Linked DNA regions of Mus musculus: all the other regions are linked to region 3. Evidence: chromatin contacts called from public HiChIP or PLAC-seq and Micro-C data. All regions are on one chromosome and are shown on one strand. The core of a region is the stretch at or near the end of the contact, and the rest is flanking DNA. Distances in the headings are between cores, read along the strand shown. Region 1 overlaps Rptor (regulatory associated protein of MTOR, complex 1). Region 2 overlaps Rptor (regulatory associated protein of MTOR, complex 1). Region 3 has its middle 5.8 kb from the start of Gm39484.

What was found. Hi-C and Micro-C count contacts between places; a contact is called where the count stands out from the background. HiChIP or PLAC-seq counts read pairs in DNA pulled down with a chosen protein or histone mark.
Region 1: a contact with region 3 is called in a Micro-C map of muscle stem cells, with 3 times the contacts expected there. The contact joins two enhancer-like sites. A contact is called at or near these places in 4 of 484 Hi-C or Micro-C datasets (bone marrow-derived macrophages, embryonic stem cells, muscle stem cells and 1 more), 3 of 115 datasets of contacts at active chromatin or transcription factors (bone marrow-derived dendritic cells and stem cell-derived neural progenitor cells) and 3 of 9 other capture datasets (adipose tissue, embryonic stem cells and liver).
Region 2: a contact with region 3 is called in an HNF4G HiChIP or PLAC-seq map of pancreatic cancer cells. The contact joins two enhancer-like sites. A contact is called at or near these places in 1 of 15 datasets of contacts at CTCF or cohesin (embryonic stem cells), 12 of 484 Hi-C or Micro-C datasets (the C2C12 cell line, CD4 T cells, the N1E-115 cell line and 8 more), 7 of 115 datasets of contacts at active chromatin or transcription factors (bone marrow-derived macrophages, embryonic stem cells, microglia and 3 more) and 1 of 9 other capture datasets (pancreatic islet).

What each region holds. Positions count from the first base shown.
Region 1 is chr11:119,675,424-119,678,191 of GRCm38.p6, forward strand. All of the region lies in intron 3 of Rptor (regulatory associated protein of MTOR, complex 1), which reads left to right. Among named protein-coding and RNA genes, the nearest start is that of Rptor, 74 kb to the left of the region's middle. Within about 2 kb of position 1,463, at least 131 of the 459 cell types and tissues checked have an H3K27ac peak or open chromatin away from gene starts, as enhancers often do. A contact at or near this core is called in muscle stem cells, where this site is marked.
Region 2 is chr11:119,714,197-119,716,896 of GRCm38.p6, forward strand. The region is part of intron 3 of Rptor (regulatory associated protein of MTOR, complex 1); the gene reads left to right. Among named protein-coding and RNA genes, the nearest start is that of Rptor, 110 kb to the left of the region's middle. Within about 2 kb of position 1,270, at least 46 of the 459 cell types and tissues checked have an H3K27ac peak or open chromatin away from gene starts, as enhancers often do. A contact at or near this core is called in the C2C12 cell line and pancreatic cancer cells, where this site is marked.
Region 3 is chr11:119,515,887-119,518,780 of GRCm38.p6, forward strand. No RefSeq gene overlaps it. Among named protein-coding and RNA genes, the nearest start is that of Gm39484, 5.8 kb to the right of the region's middle. Within about 2 kb of position 1,290, at least 70 of the 459 cell types and tissues checked have an H3K27ac peak or open chromatin away from gene starts, as enhancers often do. A contact at or near this core is called in the C2C12 cell line, muscle stem cells and pancreatic cancer cells, where this site is marked.

The DNA of each region.
Region 1 (2,768 bases), core at 213-2,712, 160 kb after region 3:
GTCTTATGGGAGCTGAGAGCAAAGGCTTTTGGGCTTTTAGGAGTTTGCCTGACAGATTGAGGTGCTGGCAGTTTAGCACAAGATGCAAGTTTAGGAGCTGAGGTAGCTGACATGGAGCACTCGCCAGGTCTCCTTTACCTAAAGCATGGAGTGGGAGGCACTCTGCTGGGGTAGGTCCCAGCTCTCCTGTGGCTCCCAGGTAGGTTCTGTGGGAGTCATTACCGTTTACTGTGGGAGGTAAGGAGGGTTGGTGCACCTGTAACAGTTGGCAGGGAGCTGAGGTGACCACTGAACGGGCCTGTTTGCCAGGCAAGGGGACAGGCTTTTCGCTGTGAGTGCACATAACTGTAGGAGCTCTTTCTCATCTTGGCCAGCAGGAATGAATGGCAAAGGCTCTGTGCAGTCACCGTGGCGTTTCAGGGAGCTGAGTGGTCAGTAGGAGCCACACACTCCTGTTTCCCGAGGCTGCAGTCAGCAGGTCTTAAATCTTAGCTCCTCTGCAGTGCATTCTTGTATCTGTCACAGTGGATTTGTAGTCAACGAATGAAACATGTTTTTATAGATCTTCTCAACAAGCAGTGGACTTGGGAAGTGGGGTCTCTCTCCAGCAAAGCAAGGCTCCTGGGCACACTCCTCCTCTGAAGAGCAGCCATCTTAGCTTTGTGATCGGGTTGTACACTTGGACTGCACACATGCCTTGTTAGCTGCTTTCTAGGAAGTAGAGCTGACGTGGCCAGGGACAGACACATTTCTTTCTGTTGGGTTTACAGGCTTGTCCTGTGGGGTTTAGGCACAGGTGTTTGCAGAGCCTAGTGTTTATGTGCACGTCCGTACTTCTGGGTTGCAGGGGCTGGACCTATGTGCCTCCTCCCTTAAGCAGGCTAGCTGCAGGTTGTTGGGAAGCCTGAGGGGTCAAGCATGGAGTACTGCTCCAGCTCTCTCTCTCCTTCCCTGCTGCCTACACCCTCAGAGCCCTCGAGAGGGGCTTGGGGTCCTACTAGCCTCTTCTCTGGACTGCTCCTGGTTCCTGTGTCAGAAGGCTCTACATGCTTGCTCTGCTCTAAGGGAGGAGCGGGGTGGGACGGATGGTGCTAGTGCTCCTCCTCACCCCACCCTAGTGTTCTCTATGGGATTTACAGTGGGATGTGCTGCACACCAGTACTGGTGCAAGTCAGTGTGCTCTGCCTTACTCGGGAGCGCGTCAGAGTTGCATGTGGACAACCTGAAAAGAAGCGAGTGGAGCTCAGGGGTGGAGTGGGGGTGCTCAGAGATCACTGTGGAGTAGCCTGCCTTGAACTAGTAGTGGTGGCTCTCAGCTTGGGACAATCACATTTTGATAGAACAGTACTGCCCATCTGGACACAGCACTATCATGGCATCGATGTCACTCCTTTGTAGGCTGCCCCTATGTCATGACTGTGCTATCCTCCTGACTTCCTCTGCTGGCAGCCTTCTCTTTCCTCCAAAATAGCTGGATTCTCTGTGGAGCCAGAGCTTGGGCATGATCCACCTGTCTGTGTTTCTGTGACAAACTGCAAGTGAGGGCTCCTAGCCACGGGCAGAATTGTAGCTGAATGACTCATACTGACATGATTCAAACTCTTGTGTGATGCGCTTTGCCCCTGATCTCATTAAATTTGTAAGATGGTGTAGATGTGTCTTGTGGCAGTCTTGGGGTTAACCATTGTGTTGTGATAGTCTCCCTTAGCTGCTTCCTGCCCAGATGTTAGCAACTGTCCCCAAGACAAACATTTTGCATGTTTTTCTGCTCTGGCCATAATCTTGTACCAGCCTGTTTCCCCTCCTCTTTCCTCTCTTCTTGCCTGACAGCCTTTCCATGCAGCATGTTCAGGGACAATTCCGATGGATGCTCTTCAGCCGAAAGGCTTATTAGTCAGCCCTGCCCACGCACTTCCTGTCTTGCCCTGTCCCCAAAGGCCACGGTGTTACAACAGCCCTCTGGATGTGGAACTTAGATCTAAAACCAGTTCCAAACTTGCAAACCTAAGCTGCCATTTTAGCTAATGAGAGCACAAAGGAGTCGCCATCTCTTGACTACCCATTCTTTTGAAAGCTTACACATACTTTAGAGAAAGGTAGGTTGTGGAGATGCGTCTGCTTTCACCTGCAGGATGTATCATGCTGTGTGACTAGAGTGCTGTGGGACTCCAGCTTTCTTGAAAGTGGCGTTATTTGCAGTCCCTGTGTCAAAGGCTCGCTCTCAGAGGCAGTGGGAAGGGTGAGTGGTGCACAGAGTAGGTTCCAGCCGTCCACCACTGCTCCTCCTCTCCCTCCCTTGCTGTGCTGCATCAGGCTCTGAGGATTGCCCTCGGCCTTGCTGTCTCTGCCTTGGTGAGAGGGCAGGTAGCTTAGCGGCTGTGGAGAGACTCTTGGCTTTGGTCTGGCCAGATTTAACAGTGACATTCTTTAGCCCTTTACCCTGACTTCAAGTGCTACTGCTTCATTCTTCTCAGACTGAAAATGGAAGTTGAAGCTGGGGTGGGCATGGTGGTGTAGACCTTTTATCCCAGTACTTGGGAGGCAAAGGCAAGGGGCATCTCTTGAGTTGGAACCTAGCCTGGTCTACAGAGTGGGCTGAGGACAGCCAGGGCTGCACAGAGAAACCCTGTTTGGGAACAAACAAACAGACAAACGGTAAGTGGAGGGCTGATGGGAATAATATTGAGCAGGTCAGCCCCAGCACCCAGAGGGTCCTTGATGCCCAGCCTTCTTCCTGAGTGGTCCCCAAGCCACACTAGGACACACAC
Region 2 (2,700 bases), core at 20-2,519, 200 kb after region 3:
GAGCCCAGCTAGGAGTTTGTCAAGAGGAGACTCTTTCTGCATGCAGCCCTTTTCCTCTTCTTGTCATGGCTGTGGCTCTCCTTGAAGCATATTACTGCAACCCAAGTTTGTGATGGGCCCACACAGCTGCCTTTGTGATGGGAGCAACACCATCCTCCAGCTCGGCAGCCTAGCCTTCTTACACTGTGGTGGCCTATAGTGGCCTCTACTGTCCCTGTGTGAGAGAGAGTCAGATCAGTGAAGAACATGGCAGGGACTGCAGAGTCCCTTCTCAGGAGCCCTTCCTGGACCTCACTAGCCTAGGAAGCTGTGTGCTGTCACCCAGGCAGATGTTGGCTGGAGGCTATCACTGGAAAGGAATGGAGTCCAGAGCACCAGGCTTCCCTTGCACCAAGTTATTCATTGTTATGTTCTCCTTCTCTGCTGCAGGCTCCAAAACCCACGTGGCCTATTTTATTACATTGTGAGATTTAGCTTTTTAGGAGGAATGCCTAGTGTGATGGGTGGTGTTTTGGGGAGTTTTGTTGTTTTGAATGCCCAATGAAAACACCCATAAATCCCCCAAACTCCTTGATGTCTCACCTGCTGCTGTGCCTTTCACTCCACAGAGCCATTATCCAGGCATCCTCATTTTGAAACAAAACCTTACGTGGTGTGGTGACATTTAATTTAGTGTTTCTCATTTCAAAGCCCTTAAAAATATTAATTAATTCCTGTCAACCCCCAGGAGGCACATTATTAATATCCGAAGTGCCTTTCATGCTGGTCCATTAATGTGTCCTCCCAGTGTGATAGGTAAGAAATGAGGTTGAATCTACTTTTTTTAAATTTAAATTTTTTTTTCAATCACACAAGATAAGACCTTGCTAGAGCTAAGGTCAGAAATAATGAATCCCTAATTTTATTAAGATCTTGGCATGACTCCAACTCTGTGCCTTTGGGTGTGCTCTGGAAGAACCACACTCCTGTGAGGTGTAGTATCTGCAGGCAGTAGATGAGTTTTCAATGGAGCCTTACAAATGCAGTTCGATAACTATGCAGAGGTGCAGAGTTCACGAAGCCACTGCCACAGAAAGGAATTAGTGGGAGTAGAGAGCAGGGAGCTCCGGGTGTTTCCATCAGAGACTAGCAGTGATGGCAGATGTCCATGCAGACCTCCTCAGAATAGATGGCTGTGGCTCCTGGAGGGTAGGCCTGCCCTCAGTCTGAGTGATCTCTTCTTTATTTGATGTGGCCTCTTGTTGTCATCTCCCCTCCCCCCCATTCTTTTGTTCCTTCCATTTTTGAGACAGTGTCTCTCTGCGTAATCCTAGCTGTCCTGGAGCTCACTCTGTAGACCTGGGTGACCTCAGACTCTCAGAGATCCCCGGCCTCTGCAGCCTCTACCACCAGGAGGCACAGGATAGGCACTGAATCGTGTTCCAGCTGAGCTGCTGGCCCTGCCCTCCTCACTGCTCTGAGAGCTGAAGTCCTGCAGCTGCAGTTCCTGAATTTGAAGTTAATTTAGATGGGAGAGGTCACTGTGCAGGAACAGAGACACACCCACCCTTGTAGCAGACTCTGGACAGGGTCAGAATCTGGTTTGATCCGTGAGAGATGTGAATTGGAGCTGTGACCGTGAGGCTTGGGCCTGCTCTGGCTCCTTTGTGAGACCGAGGAGGTTGAGAACATGCACTGTTTAGGAGTGTTCCAAGAACAGGGTCATGAGCAGTGATGGTGTTTGGGCCTTTTGGAAATAAATAGGGAGTGTGCAATACACTGACTCATAGGGAGTGTGCACACGTACTTTCTCATAGGGAGTGTGCAATACACTGACTCATAGGGAGTGTGCACATGCACTTTCTCATAGGGAGTGTGCAATACACTGACTCATAGGGAGTGTGCACACGCACTTTCTCATAGGGAGTGTGCAATATACACTGACTCATAGGGAGTGTACACACATACTGACTTATAGGGAATATGCATATGCACTAAGGTTAATTGACTTTTCTCATGTTGCCCAGTAAGATTCTGAGGGAGGAAAAGGCTGCTAATCAGTAAGGTCAGTGCTGGAGGGAAGCCGTGGTCCCCACTGCTGTCACCTAATGAGCATAGTCTGCCTTCTCTGGAGACTTCCCTTCCCTTTCCGCCTTAGTCATCTCAGGTCTCTGGTAGGGAAGCACTCTAAGAGCCTTCAGGTACAGGTAGCATTTCTTCCTGGCAGTCACTTCTCTCAGTCCACACTCTACCTTAAGTGTTTAGCCTCCAAGGACAGCTGAGTCTTTGTTTGCATTAAGTGAAGAAGGCAGCTTTGCTATGGAGACCTGGCCACCTCTAGGGCTTGCAAACCATGAAGATAACTTGAATTTGGTTTATGATTTCCTTGTTATTTCTCTTGGTAGTAAATAGAAACATTTTCTGCTTTCCTTGTGTGTTCACAAAGAGAATAAATAGCCAATTTTGAGCCCCTTTTGGCTCCTCTTTGTCAGGTCCCAAAGAAACCTAGGACAGATAGCTATTTGTGGTGCCTATTAGCACACCAAAGCACACTCTGGCCACCAGGCTCACTTGGTTCTGTGACTCCTCTTAGTTCTTCCAACTGCACTGCCTGCTCCTCATCCCCAGCCTCACCCAGTGCCTCGCTGCGCTTCCCCATCTCTCCTCCATTTCAGCCGTGTGCTCCCTGGGGTCTTCTCTCTCTCCCCGTTATCTAGGGCC
Region 3 (2,894 bases), core at 40-2,539:
CTGCCTGTCCTCACTGTGCAAAAAAACGCCTCTGGCCACAGCCCCTGCCCTGATGGGACGGGCCCAGGTTGATTGGGCACTGGGCCGACTATGTTTCAGGCACCGCTGTGCATTGAGGCATCTGCTGCCACCATCTCCGGGCAGATGGCTTCCAGTGAGCTAAGTGTGTGCGGGGGAAGGGGTGCCATAGGAACCCCTTCCCGCAGGGAGCTTGGGGGCGGGAGAGGCAGGCACCCGCTAGAGCGAGCAGGGAGCAGACCACATCTGAAGGAGAGGCTGGGACCACACGAGTTCTGAGTGGGGTAAAGCCAATGAGTTTGTGGAGTCCCTGCCCATCCTCGGAAGAGAGGTGAGGTATCTCATGGAGCAGGGTTAGCCTTTCCCAGCAAACCTGGCTGGGTGGTCTTGGGTGACTTCTTTCTTTCAGGTTCCCAATGCCTGACAGAAAACCATCCTCAGACATCTGCCAGCTCCCAAACTTGAAGCTTCAGTAGGATGAGGGTGTCACCAGCACACAGACACTTGTCTGTTAGGGGGTGGTACAGTGAAGACACACTGGCACACCCTACCAGGCTCACCCAAGGCTCCCTGAGGGCTAGTCTTTGTGCTGTGTTAGTTGAGGTCACGGTGCTGGGCAGGGTTCTTTACCAACTGTCCCTAGCCACACCGGCAGCAACTGGAACCACAGGGGCGAGGGGCTGCCCAGTCTTCTGGCCAGGACACTAGCTGGGGTCAGAAATCCACTTCTCTCCCGGCTATCCCCAAAGCCATGTCTACTGCACTCAGGACTTACAGAAGAGCCAGGAACCTCAGTTCTCAAGGAAGAGGTAAACAGAATCCATCCTGGAGAGTTATGGTAAGGCAGGTCCTCCAGGGGCATTACGGAGGAACTGTGGGAAAGTTGTCAAGGAAAGAGCAGGGCGCCAGCCAGCAGCCTTGCCAGCGTGTCCATCAGGTGCCCCAGGTCCGAAGGCCTGCAGCCAGAGCTTGTGTGCTTGAGGCGGCTCTCTTCATTCCTACAACCACCTTGTAATGGTTTATGTCTGTTACCTCTAAGACTGGGCTGAGGCAAGACTGAGGAGGTCTGGGTGGCACCTGGGCCCGAGCTTCCCGATGCAAGGCGGGGGTGGGGAGCTGGTCTGCCCCATGCCATCCCTAGCATGTGGACCTGTGAAGACTCTGTGTTCTATAGAGATGCTGACTAGTACCTCAGACGTCCAGAGAGGGCAGCATGTGGGCCTCCCCTTCCTCCCCTTCCCTCTAGGCCTAAGGAGGCTGCTCCTAGCTGGCCGAATACTCTCCCGCTCATACCAAATGCCTCCTCCTGCCATGACTCAGCCCGGCTGTTACTCAGCCTCCCTTCTGCTGGCAGCTGCCTTTTGTTTTTTGGATTTGAGTTTGTTTGGGGGTTTTGTTTTGTTTCTCCCCCCTTCCCCCAAGTGTAATACTGGCACTGAGCCAAGGCAGGGTGTCTCTCACAGCTCTGGCCTCTGCCTATGCAGGATCAGGAGTGGCTCTCCGGGTCACGAAGGCTAAAGGCAGAAAATGGTCAAACCCTGGGTCTAGTCATCTGGGCACTAGGGACTTGGTCACCTCCAGAGAAAATTCAGGCCCCACCCCAGTCCCACCATTGGTTCAGCCAGATTCTACAGTTTCTGGGGTATCCATCCATCCAAAACCAGCCTTCCCAGTCCATAGCAGAATGGACAGATGAGAGATGAGGCGCTGTGACCCTAGGATCCAACATGCCCTCGATGTCGTAGTGTGAATATCCAGAGATCAGAGGCTCTCTTGGAAAAGGAAAGGCCCAAAGTTCCAGCTTTCATAGAGCAAACGGTGTGTCCTGGAGAGTTGTCATGCCCATGGCTGCCCTGGGGAGCTAATGAAGGCAGCCTAGCCCCAAGGTTTCTCTGTCCTTAGGAGGCACCATGCCAGGCAAGGTGGCCCTGACAGGGATGATTCTGTCCTGGGACTGGGCCCACAAACAGAATGGACAGACAAGAGATGAGGCACTTGAGCTAGAGACCCAGTCTCTTGAAGTGGGATTGGCATCTCCTTTAAGGGTGACGGCCACTAGGTGAGGCGGGAGCAGTGAGAAATGACATCACATTTCTGTTTCGACTCTGAATCTGGAAGGTTCACCGAGGAGAGCATTTGCATTTAGGAAGGAGGGACTGGCTTGAACCTGAGGGAACTTGAAGAGGAGAAGGGATTTGCAATGGGTATCAAGAGACTTGCTGCTGCTCTTGTGGCCTCAGAGAATGGCCTGCTGGGAGGAGGGCTGAAAGACTTTTGCCTCCTGGACAGAGATCCAAGGTTTCAAGGTGCAGAAAGAGCTAGAGCCCTGGTGAATGGTGCCTTTGTGGTACCTCATGGGAGAGTTAGGTAACGGCAAACTGACATGGGGGTTCAGATAACCATGGGAGACAGTTCCACAGTGGAATAAGCCAGCTCTGCCCAGCCCAAACCTTTCTTGCCACCTGCAGTGTCTTCCCAGCCCTTCCCTCCTCTGCTACTCTGTGTCCATGTCTCATGCAAGGGGTTGGATGGCAGCCTCAGAAAGATGTATCTGCCTAGAACTGGGGCCTTACACAGATAAGAGTTCACAGATGCCACCAACTTACATGCCTCAAATACATGTTTCCCATCCATGGGCATGGACCCAGTCAGTGTTCCACATTTGCTGACCTTAAAAACCAGGGCACTCTGCCCCATTGCTTCAGTGATGGTCTGATAGGTGGGTAGCCAAGCAGTGGGGCCAATTCAGCAAACCCCACTGTAGCTGCAAGGAAGTCAGGGAAGAAGGGTTCCCATACATGCCTACTGAAGAAAGACAAGACCATTCGCTATCAAAGTAGCTGCCACCTTCTCAAAAAAAGGAGAAAAGATGCCAG